2 separate regions of the Macaca fascicularis genome follow, and region 2 is linked to region 1. A link is a contact called in public Hi-C data. All regions are on one chromosome and are shown on one strand. The core of a region is the stretch at or near the end of the contact, and the rest is flanking DNA. Distances in the headings are between cores, read along the strand shown. Region 1 holds the start of SLCO3A1 (solute carrier organic anion transporter family member 3A1). Region 2 overlaps SLCO3A1 (solute carrier organic anion transporter family member 3A1).

Region 1 (4,851 bases), core at 1,134-3,633:
TATCTCCTGGGGCCAGCCCTGCCTTCAGAAGTCCACCACTCCAGGAGTACTCGGCTTCTTAACTTTCTAAAGGAGCTAGGTCATTCATCTAGTTGCAGACCGGCTTCATTTCTTTGTCAAATCCTTAGATCATTGCAACCGAAAAATAGTAAGCCCGTCCTTTTATCATTCCTGGGGTGAAAAGTTCTGTTGGTGTTTGCCACACATGAATAATGCACTCTACTGATCAAAACTGGTTTGAGGCAAACAAACCGTTAAACTGGAGGCAGCTGTTGATATACTAATTACCTCCTTTTAAACATAGACCCGGTTAGGTATTATGTACTTTGCATATGTCACAGTACAGACCCACATATATTTTATTAATGTGTATTTGCATCTCTGTAATACATGTACTTAAATATTTTAACAGTCAAATTCCCCCTAAGGAAAGGCTGATAAACTGACTCCCAAAACACAATTATCCCCTATCCCTCAAATTCCAAGGGCCAATATGTACTGTCTGCAACTGCATATTATAACTATAGGCACAATAAGTGTTATTTTATAGAACAGAAAACAAGGTGTGCTTTTGACTACAGGGTTCACTTGCAGTCTACAAGTTACAAATGCACAAGACAGAGACCGGGACGTAAACGCTTTTCGTCTCAGAAGGAGCAACAGAAATGTATTTGATTTTCAAAAGCCCTAAAATTGTCACCCCAGGAACAGAGCTGAGTTTGAAGACCTTCTCTCTCACAACCACCTAACTTACTTAACACCGGAGACCAAGCACTGTTTGTATTTCCCCTTAACAGTGAGCCCTGAGCCTTAAGAGATAGTTTATGAATGGTATAGAACCCCCAGTGTCTGGCCCTCATTAACTTTACCCCAAGGCCAGGAATGAGGGATTAATCATAGCATCAGGATACGCGTGGTTCTATCTCTAGATGTGGTTATTCAATGGCCAAAATCTTGTCCAATTCTATCTCCATCAAACTTGCTCAGGAATACTCAAAGTCTATGACATTTGATTCCAGTTGCGGGTCAATAGCCAAGTAATGATTTAACACTATAAACTCTAAAAAAATTTTTCCCGTTTAGACAGGACTGTACTCAGGTGTGGAAGCACGCTCTCTGGAACTCAAGTTGGGACCACCTGAGGAGGGGAGGCAAAAGCGACAAAGTAGGTACCTGACAGTGCTGAGTCATTACAAGCTGTTTCCTCTGAAATGTTATGCACCCATGGGCCCTCTGAGCATTAACATCCCCTTTCTGGAGGCAAATAAAATACATATTCATTGTGCAAAATGGTGCAACCTTCTGTGGGCGACAGACCACGATGGGGAATTTAGCACTAAGAGTGGATAGCAGGAACTACACAAACTCGCAGCTGCTCTCTAGGTACCGTAACTTTATCGCAGACGCTGAAAGAGGGCTATAGGGATGCCGAGTGGGAATAATCCCCCTGCAGCCCCGACTCAGGTCAGGGCCACACTAGGGAGCATTTTACTCTAAGCTGTTATATCCCCCTGTAATTGGCGGATGTAGAAAGCGCCCGGAGAAAATGATGCATAATAGATTTGTTCTCGAGGAGGATGCAATGGAGAGTAGAGGACGCAGGATGCTAACTGGTTTTTCTTCCCATGTGCGGGTCACCTGCAAACCCCGATTGCTTTCCTCTCCAAGGAGAGCCCTGAAGTCACCGTCTCGCTCGGCTCTTAAGCGGGTGAGAGGAATAGTTTTACGCCCACCTGCCCGCCGCCTCTCGTCCTCCAGCACCCCCAGCCCCAGCAGGGCGCGCGCGAGCTGCTACCGGCATCAACGGTCCCGCCCGCTACCCGCTCGCTGGCAGCCCCGGCCGGCAGCTCCCCCGGCGGCCGCCTCTGCACCACTCGCCAACCTCCACGCCGGACCGAGGTCATGCCCGCCTGCCCCCAGCGCCGGGCGGCCCCCTTCTCGTGCCAGGCGGCCGTTCGGGAGCCGGGCTGGGGAAGGGGCCCACGGCGGAGTTGGCTCAGGGACTCACCAGGTAGGCGCCCACCGTGCCCTGCGCCAGCATCAGGGCGCACTCGGACACCAGGAATATCTTGATGTTGGAAAAGCAGGACACCTTCTTTTTCTTTTTCTTGTTCCTCTGCGCCTCGTCCCCCTGCAGCTCGCCGCTCCGGCCGCCGCCCGACGAGCCGCCCGGCTTCTTCCCCTGCATCCTTCCCCCGCCGCCGCCGCCGCCGCCGCCGCTGCCGCTTTCCCGCTCGCCCCGGGTGTCGGGGCCGCTGCCCGGTGGGGGTGCGCGCCTCGAGGCTGCGTGCTGTCCCCGCCCCGGGCTCGCGGCTGCCGCCCCCGTCCTGCCGGGGCTGGAGAGGTGGAAAGCACAGCTCCTCGCCGCCGCCGCCGCCGCCGCCGCGCTCGCCCCTTCCTCCTCCTCCTCCCCCGCCTCCGCCCTCCCCTCGCCTCCTCCTCCGGCTCCGGCTGTGCCAATCACAGGGGCTCCTCGCGCCGCCCGCCGCCGCCGCCGCCGCCGCCGCCGCCTCGCCTCCCGCGACCGCCCGCCGCTGCCATCGTCCGCTTCCCCTCGCCCGCCGGCCGCGCCTGCTCTCAACCCCTCAACCCCAGCCCCAGCCCCAGCCCCAGCCCCAGCCCCAGCCCGGAGGCCTGGGCCTGGGCCGCCGCTGCGCGCCCTCGCCGCGCCGCTCCCCGCTGCCGGTGCGCCCCCGGGGAGGGACGGGAGGCGGGCTTGGGACGCGGAGGGCGGCCCGGCGGCCGAGGCGGGGAGGGTCCGGCTGCCGGGAGAACTGGGGAGACGGGGAGTCCTTGCGGAGTACGGGGGGTGCCCCTGAGGGAGGGAGGCGGCGCCCGGCCCCTAGGTGGCGCTGCGGGTCATGGGGCCCCGCGGCGGAGACTGGCGGCTCTGCGCCGGGCGCGGAGATGGGGTGCGGAGGCGCCCCCGCGGGGCTCGGACCCGGCGCTCGGGAACCCCGGTGCCCAAGCCTCAGAGGGCAGGCTCTTCCCAGGAAGGGAGAATACTGACTACCCAGGAAGGGTTTGGCGCGCGCTCTTCTCCGCCTGGGGATTTCTGGGGACAGATGTTATGCTCTGGGCCTTGGGGAGGTGCCAGAGGTCAGAGCTGCTTGAGGCTTCTGCCGCCTGCCGGTTTCTGCGCCAGCTCTCCCCGACCACAGAGGGTGTTGAAAAGGCCCCAGACCGAAAAGAGAGAAAGGGGAAGTTAGAGGAATACGTCGGGAGCCCCACGGACTGTTGGTGCCCCAGCCTCAGTGTCCAGGCGCTGCAAGATCGCCGCGGCCCCAGCAGAGGGCCTTGTCCGGCCCTCCATCCGCCCAGGGCCCAGTGGCTCGAGCGCGCAGAAAGCGGCCAGCCACAGGCCTGCTGGGTCCCCACCCTCCCCTGGCTCTGTGGCCCTGGCCACCATCCTCGGCCTTGACCTGAATGCCTGACCCATGGCAGCCGCTCCTAATTACTCCCCACTCTCACCGTTACCAAGGAGTGTGGGCCACAGGGCACTACCAATAGGATCTGCTAGTTGTCAACTGCAGCGTTTGGAAGCTGAGAGAAAAGCTCAGAGGACTGGACAGGTACCAGGAAACAGCACCTTCCACCTGGGCCACTGGGGGACTCAAGGAATCATTTAAAATGTTTTCCTTAATAATTGTGTCAAAGAAAATGACCCACTCTCCCAGGCTCCTGTGTCTAAATGCAGGCTCAACTTCAAAACTGAATAGCAATGAACCCTACCATATTTTTCCTTTCTTCCGAAGAACTTGAATGAGAATAGAGGGTGTAATGGTGGAGGTGTTGTTTTGCCATGGCATTTAAATATAAACTGCTTCATCCTTCTGTGGCTCCAGACATGATCTCACCCAGGTTTGGTGTCGCTTTGAGATGCCCCCACCTTGTCTAGGCCACGTCCTATCTGAATTGGCGCCCTCCACAGAAGTCTCTTCCCATTTTCCCCACTTCCTGAATCACTGGCCACACCATTCCCGGCCAGTCCTATAATGAGAATCCTTACTGCCCCCTCCTTTCTTCCCCACACCCTCCCATTACTCGGAGCCAACTTTTCTACAGAATCTTTATGTCCCCTCTTTCCCTCCCCATCACCTTGCATCATGGGGTACCTCCCCACTTCCTCCTGAGAAGACCCTTGACAAGCTAGCTCTGTTCCCTGCCTCTGTGATGATAAGCTGCAAAGCTGAGCTGAGACTTTACTTGTCTATAAATGGTGACCCCATTGCTAATGAAATGTGCAGAGTGCATTATAGTCTTCAACTCTTATTTACGTTCTTTGTACTAAAAAAAGCTAATGTTTACTGTGTGCTTATTATGGCCAGACACCATTCTCAGTGCATCAACCGCATTTACAATGTAAGCCTCACAACAATCCTCTAAACCGGATACTGCTATTAGCCTTGTTTTACAGATGAGACAACTGAGGCCTAGAAAGGTTAACCTGATCAATGTCACTTATCTAGTAAATGGCAAGGCAAATCTTTGAAAACCAGGGTGTCTGCCATCATAGCCCAGGTTCTTTATAACTACATACATATTATCTCATTTATCACCCAGTGTGGTTTGTCTCGTGGGGAGGCTGGGACTTATGTTGTTTCTCTTTTATAAAGCTAGAAAGGGACAGAACTTGCATCCATGTCCAGCCCCTTTTTTTTTTTGAGATGGATTTTGCTCTTGTTGCCCAGGCTGGAGTGCAATGGTGAACTCTCGGCCCATGGCAACTTCCGCCTCTCAGCGATTCTCCTGCCTCAGCCTCCAGAGTAGCTGGTATTACATGCATGTGCCACCACGCTCAGCTATTTTGTATTTTTTTTTTTTTTTTTTTTTTTGAGACGGAGTCTTGCT
Region 2 (4,851 bases), core at 786-3,285, 220 kb before region 1:
CTTTGGATTCCACCCAGTCCGTCCTTCAAGGTGGGGATACGGAGAGCCTAAGAGATGAAGTGACATATCCCCAGGTCTCACAACTGAAGAATTGGGGCCAGAGGAGAGGCCACAGCCCACCCCAGACTCTGCTGCTCTGCCAGTGGTCTGCATTCCCTCCTACATTGCCAGGCCAGTGTTGTCCATCAGTAAGAGTGCTCTGTGCCACCAATCACTTTGTAAAATTTAGTGCTGGAGGACAATTATTCCAAGATGGGTGACACTTAGCTTCAAATGACTCCATTTTTGACATGTATTTTTTTCCCCTTACATATATTTTTTAAAAGGCAAAAAGGGAAGTGATTATAGCTCCCATTTCATCTAAGTCCAAACAACAGCCCAGCACGCAGAGCCCTCCACACTGTCCTGTATCTTCATCTGCCTTTCTTGTAGCCAAACGCGAGGATGGTGTGCTGGTGTGCTCTCTGAATGCCTGCCCTGCGGACAGTGGGCCTCTCCAGGCTTGGGCAACCTGTCTTCATTCTCATGCTCCCGGGCAGGCACAGGCCTGGCATGTGTGTAGCACCTGACTGCTCCTCAACCATCTCAGGTCACGTGGTCCCAGGACGGCATTTCCAATGTCCTGGCCAAAGCTCCCTGCTCACTCTCTAGTCCTCTAGCCAGGAAGAGTCCTGCTTCTTTCAATGGTTGTACTTAACAAATTCCCAGAAAAGGGAGCAAAAGGTTTTCTCTTTTTCCCTCTCACATGATTGCTTTTCTGTGTTCCTTGTGCCTCATACATATTGCTGATCTCAATTACTGACTTTAAAAGACGGATGTGTATATATATATTTAATTGTGATAAAATGTCTGTAACATAAAATTTACCATCTTAACCATTTTTAAGTATATAGTTCAGTATACCTAAAATATCTAACAGATGTTTTTAAATGGTGGAAATTTCAAATATAAAAGTAGAGAGAATAGACTAGAAGAACGAAGGCACAAATACCTCTCACTAGTCACAACCATCATCAACTCATGGTCAAGGTTCCATCTCTGCCCCCTCCCACTCCTCCACCCTTATGTCAAAGCAAATCCCGAACATCATTTCCTCCATAACTTTTGTGTTTTTTTTTTTTGAGACAGAGTCTTGCTCTGTCACCCAGATTGGAGTGTAGTGGCCTGATCTTGGCTCACTGCAACTTCCACCTCCTGGGGTTCAAGCAATTCTCCTGCCTCAGCCTCCTGAGTAGCTTGGATTACAGTCATGCACCATCCCCCGCCTGGCTAATTTTTGTATCATTAGTAGAGATGGGGTTTCTCCATGTTGGCCAGGCTGGTCTTGAGCTCCTAACCTCAGGTGATCTGCCCACCTCGGCTTCCCAAAGTGCTGGGATTACAGGCATGAGCCACCGCACCCGACCCTCCATAACTATTTCAAGACGTGTTTTTGAAAGATGAAAACAAAGCTACAATACTATTATCCTATCCCCAACATTTAGCAATAATTGTACAAGGCTGTTTAACTTTCAAAGTCCCTTCACACGCCTGAACTCCTTTTAACTTTCGAAGTCCCTTCACATGCCTGAACTCCTTTACCCTCCAAACAATGGTACGAGGTGCCATCAAATCCATTTTGAAAGCCAGGAAACTTCGAGATGCTCAGAGAGGGTGAGTGATTTCTTAAGGCCCTGGATATTTCTATTTAGGCTCACGTTTTCTTTCCACCCTGCCTCTGCCTCTTTGGGAAAATGACTTGCTTGAAGCAGTCGGTTCTGAATGAGCCTGATGCCAACGCAACAGAAGAGAGTCTTCATCGTGCTCGACCTAATTCGGGTAGCCTACTAGTTTGGCTTCCTTAAACATTTTCACTTTCTTATTATAAAAGTATAAAAGTTACTGCAGCAAGTCATCTTAACTATTTCCCATTTTATTTTTAATCTTTTGTGGGCAGAGGCAAGAAAGGAACCAGGAAGTTATGTTGCCTGGGTGGGGTCTCAGCCACAGCTCCTGGGGAGGGCTTTCCCCAGTGATTCACTTGGTGACTCATTCATCATTTTCGCCAGCAGAGCTCGAGTGAGGGATGGGAGTGTTCAGATGAGAGGGAAGGGTGAGTGCAAAGGAATACTCATTGCTGAAGGCTGCCTCCTCCTCCAGCAGTTCCAGTTCTCATTCTGGGATCCCTCTGCCCCCAAGGTCCTGGTAACCTGTAGATGGGCAGGGATTTTCACAGAGCTGGAACCTAGAGTCAGGACTGGATCACGCAAGCCAGATGTAGGGCACCTGGAGTAACACCTCCCTTGTGTAGTGAACGCAAAGACTGTCTTCTTTCTCTGGCTATCTACTACCAACATGAGTCCTTGAAGACGCAGGTCACTGAATGAAGGACTGCAGGGCATGACCTTTCACTGAGAACTACCAAGTCTTGGCCCCTGTACATGAAATATTTTATTTAATTCTCGTAACTCCTACCACACTGCACTGAAATTATCTGCGTATCTATCTGGATTGGTCTATTAGATCAGGGTTCCTCAACCTCAGCACTACTGACATGACAAAGTGAGTAATTCCAGGCATGGGGCTATTCTGGACATTGTAGGATGTTCAGCAGCATCCCAGGCACCTGCCTGTTAGACCCTGGTAGCACCCTCTATCCCCCATCATGACAACCAAAAATATCTCCAGCTATTGGCAAATGTCCCCTGGGGGGAGCAAAGCCCCTGATTGAGAAGCACTGATTTGGAGCATAGATTTATTTCTCTTTGTCTCTCTACTTACTGCCCAGCACAGTGCCTGGCACAGAGTAGGAATCTCCAAATATTCATGAATCTCTAGGAATCACCCTGTGAAAGAGTTGTGTGACCCAACGTGTTACAGATGGGGCGAATGAGGCACAGAGAGGTTCTGAATGTCTAGGGTCACACAGCTGTGAGTGACAGGGCAGGTAAGTCCAAAGCCTGCAGGAGGGGTGGGAGCTAGCAGGTAGCTCAAAAGAGGAGCTTCACTTGGGATCTTTCTGCTTTCTAGTTCTGACCACCAAAGGGATGAGGCTGTTAACACCATTCGGACAGAATATTCCAAATGCCTGCAGCTGTTAATTAATAAGGAGCATGTTCAGAGGCTTGCTTTAGTATGAGGCCTCCGTGCTGTCTTGATCCAAGTGACTGAAGCATTGTGGCCCCAGCAAACACGAGAAGAGCAGAGTTAATTTTTAAAAATTTTTCTAGAAACTTAAACTCGGGACTAAATGATGAATGATAACTATTTGAACCAGGTTTGCCATATGAGGTGGCCAGAGGAAGCTCATGTATCCCAGTGCAGTTGGGCTATGAATGAATTTAGTTATAGAGCTGAAACGCCGTCTTAATTAGGTTTGGATTCTGCTTCCCTTTTCTGAAGAGGAAAGTAGAACAGAGTAAACCATCTGATTCATCTTTGAAAGTGGGAGTAAGGTGGGGGTGGGGGAATGGACTCATGTGGTATGCAATCTGAGAGCTAATTTGCTGAGCAGAAAAGTCTAATTTCTAACTCTATCACGGCTAAGTTTTCCTTCAAAACATGCTAATTATGAAAGACACAAATAGCTTCGTGCCGCTCTATCACGCCTGCACCATCTGATTTCGCTTGGCATATTATTAGGAGGTAGCCTGGCCAAGTACTGCTATGGTCTGAATGTTTGTGCACTCTTACTTGCCAAATTCATGTTGAAATTCTAACCCCCAGGGTGACGGTATCAAGAGATGGGGTCCTTGGGAGGTGATCAGGTCATGAGGGTGAAACCCTCATGAACAGGGTGAGTGCCCTTATAAAGAGGCCACAGGGAGCTGCCTCACCCCTTTCTGCAGATGAGGACACAGTAAGAAGATGGCCATCTATGAATCAGGAAGCTGATCCTCACCAGGCACTGGATCTGCAAGTGTCTTGATCATGGACGTCCCAGCCTGCAGAACCATGATAAATACATTTCTGTTGTTTATATGCTGCCCAGTTTATGGTATTCTGTTATAGGAGCCCAAAAGGACTCACACAGGTGTGATTCCTTCCAAGCAGGCTACAAGGGAAACCACAAATAGTAGTTTGCATGGATGCTTCTGGCTCTAGACATCCAGTTCTGAAAGGTGCAGCACCATCTGCTTGCAGTTAGACGATGCTTAAGGAGTCTTATTTAATGACCCAATTGATAACACTTGACACCAGGTTAATGGCTTTACCACATCATACGTGTACTTCTGATTGTGAATGTGTTCGAGAAGTCCAGTGCATTTGTGTTAGGAGGAAAAGAAGAGAAGCCAAAGAAAAAAGATTCCAGTTCAGTCTCTTAATATCATTCCCTTAGTCAACTTTCCTATGCTGTAAGAATAGTCTCACTTCTCCCTCGGGGATGTAGGCCACGTGACCTACATGAGGGCTGAGGTGAGGGCAAGGCAGCCCAGGCTGAAGAAACCACACGGGAAGCAGAGGGAGGAGGGGATAGAACTTGGCCTCACTGGGGCATCACTAGGAATCCATCTCCCTCCTTAAGGCAAAGCTGGAGCAAACATCTTCCTACCCCTGCATGGTGTGCAGGGCTCTGGGTTCCTGTCCCTTGGCCTGCGGGAGCAGGGGGTGTTTGTGGCAACACAGCACTGGGCATGATGGTCTGCAAAAACATACTTCCTGGTTGCCACCAGTGGGACTGGTCCTCAACATTTCTCCTATTTAAGCTCTAGCTGACTCCCTCATCCTTCTCTCCTAATATTTACATACAAGGTGTGAAGAAGGAAACTCCCAGAAGACTCCCAGAGACACCCTAGGACTGCATATGAGTTCTCATTATGCTCCTCCATAGGCCTGTCCTTTAAGGCTTGAGTTAGGGAGTTTCCTATGCAC

Evidence for each region. Hi-C and Micro-C count contacts between places; a contact is called where the count stands out from the background.
Region 2: a Hi-C map of skeletal muscle shows a contact between it and region 1, with 6 times the contacts expected there. The contact joins the enhancer-like site here to the promoter of SLCO3A1 in region 1. A contact is called at or near these places in 2 of 2 Hi-C or Micro-C datasets (liver and skeletal muscle).

Annotation. Positions count from the first base shown.
Region 1 is chr7:76,597,496-76,602,346 of T2T-MFA8v1.1, reverse strand. SLCO3A1 (solute carrier organic anion transporter family member 3A1) reads right to left here and starts at 2,383. Exons shown (of 11, transcript XR_012415465.1): 1 at 2,009-2,383.
Region 2 is chr7:76,817,900-76,822,750 of T2T-MFA8v1.1, reverse strand. The region is part of intron 2 of SLCO3A1 (solute carrier organic anion transporter family member 3A1); the gene reads right to left. Among named protein-coding and RNA genes, the nearest start is that of SLCO3A1, 220 kb to the right of the region's middle. Within about 2 kb of position 2,035, at least 3 of the 6 cell types and tissues checked have an H3K27ac peak or open chromatin away from gene starts, as enhancers often do.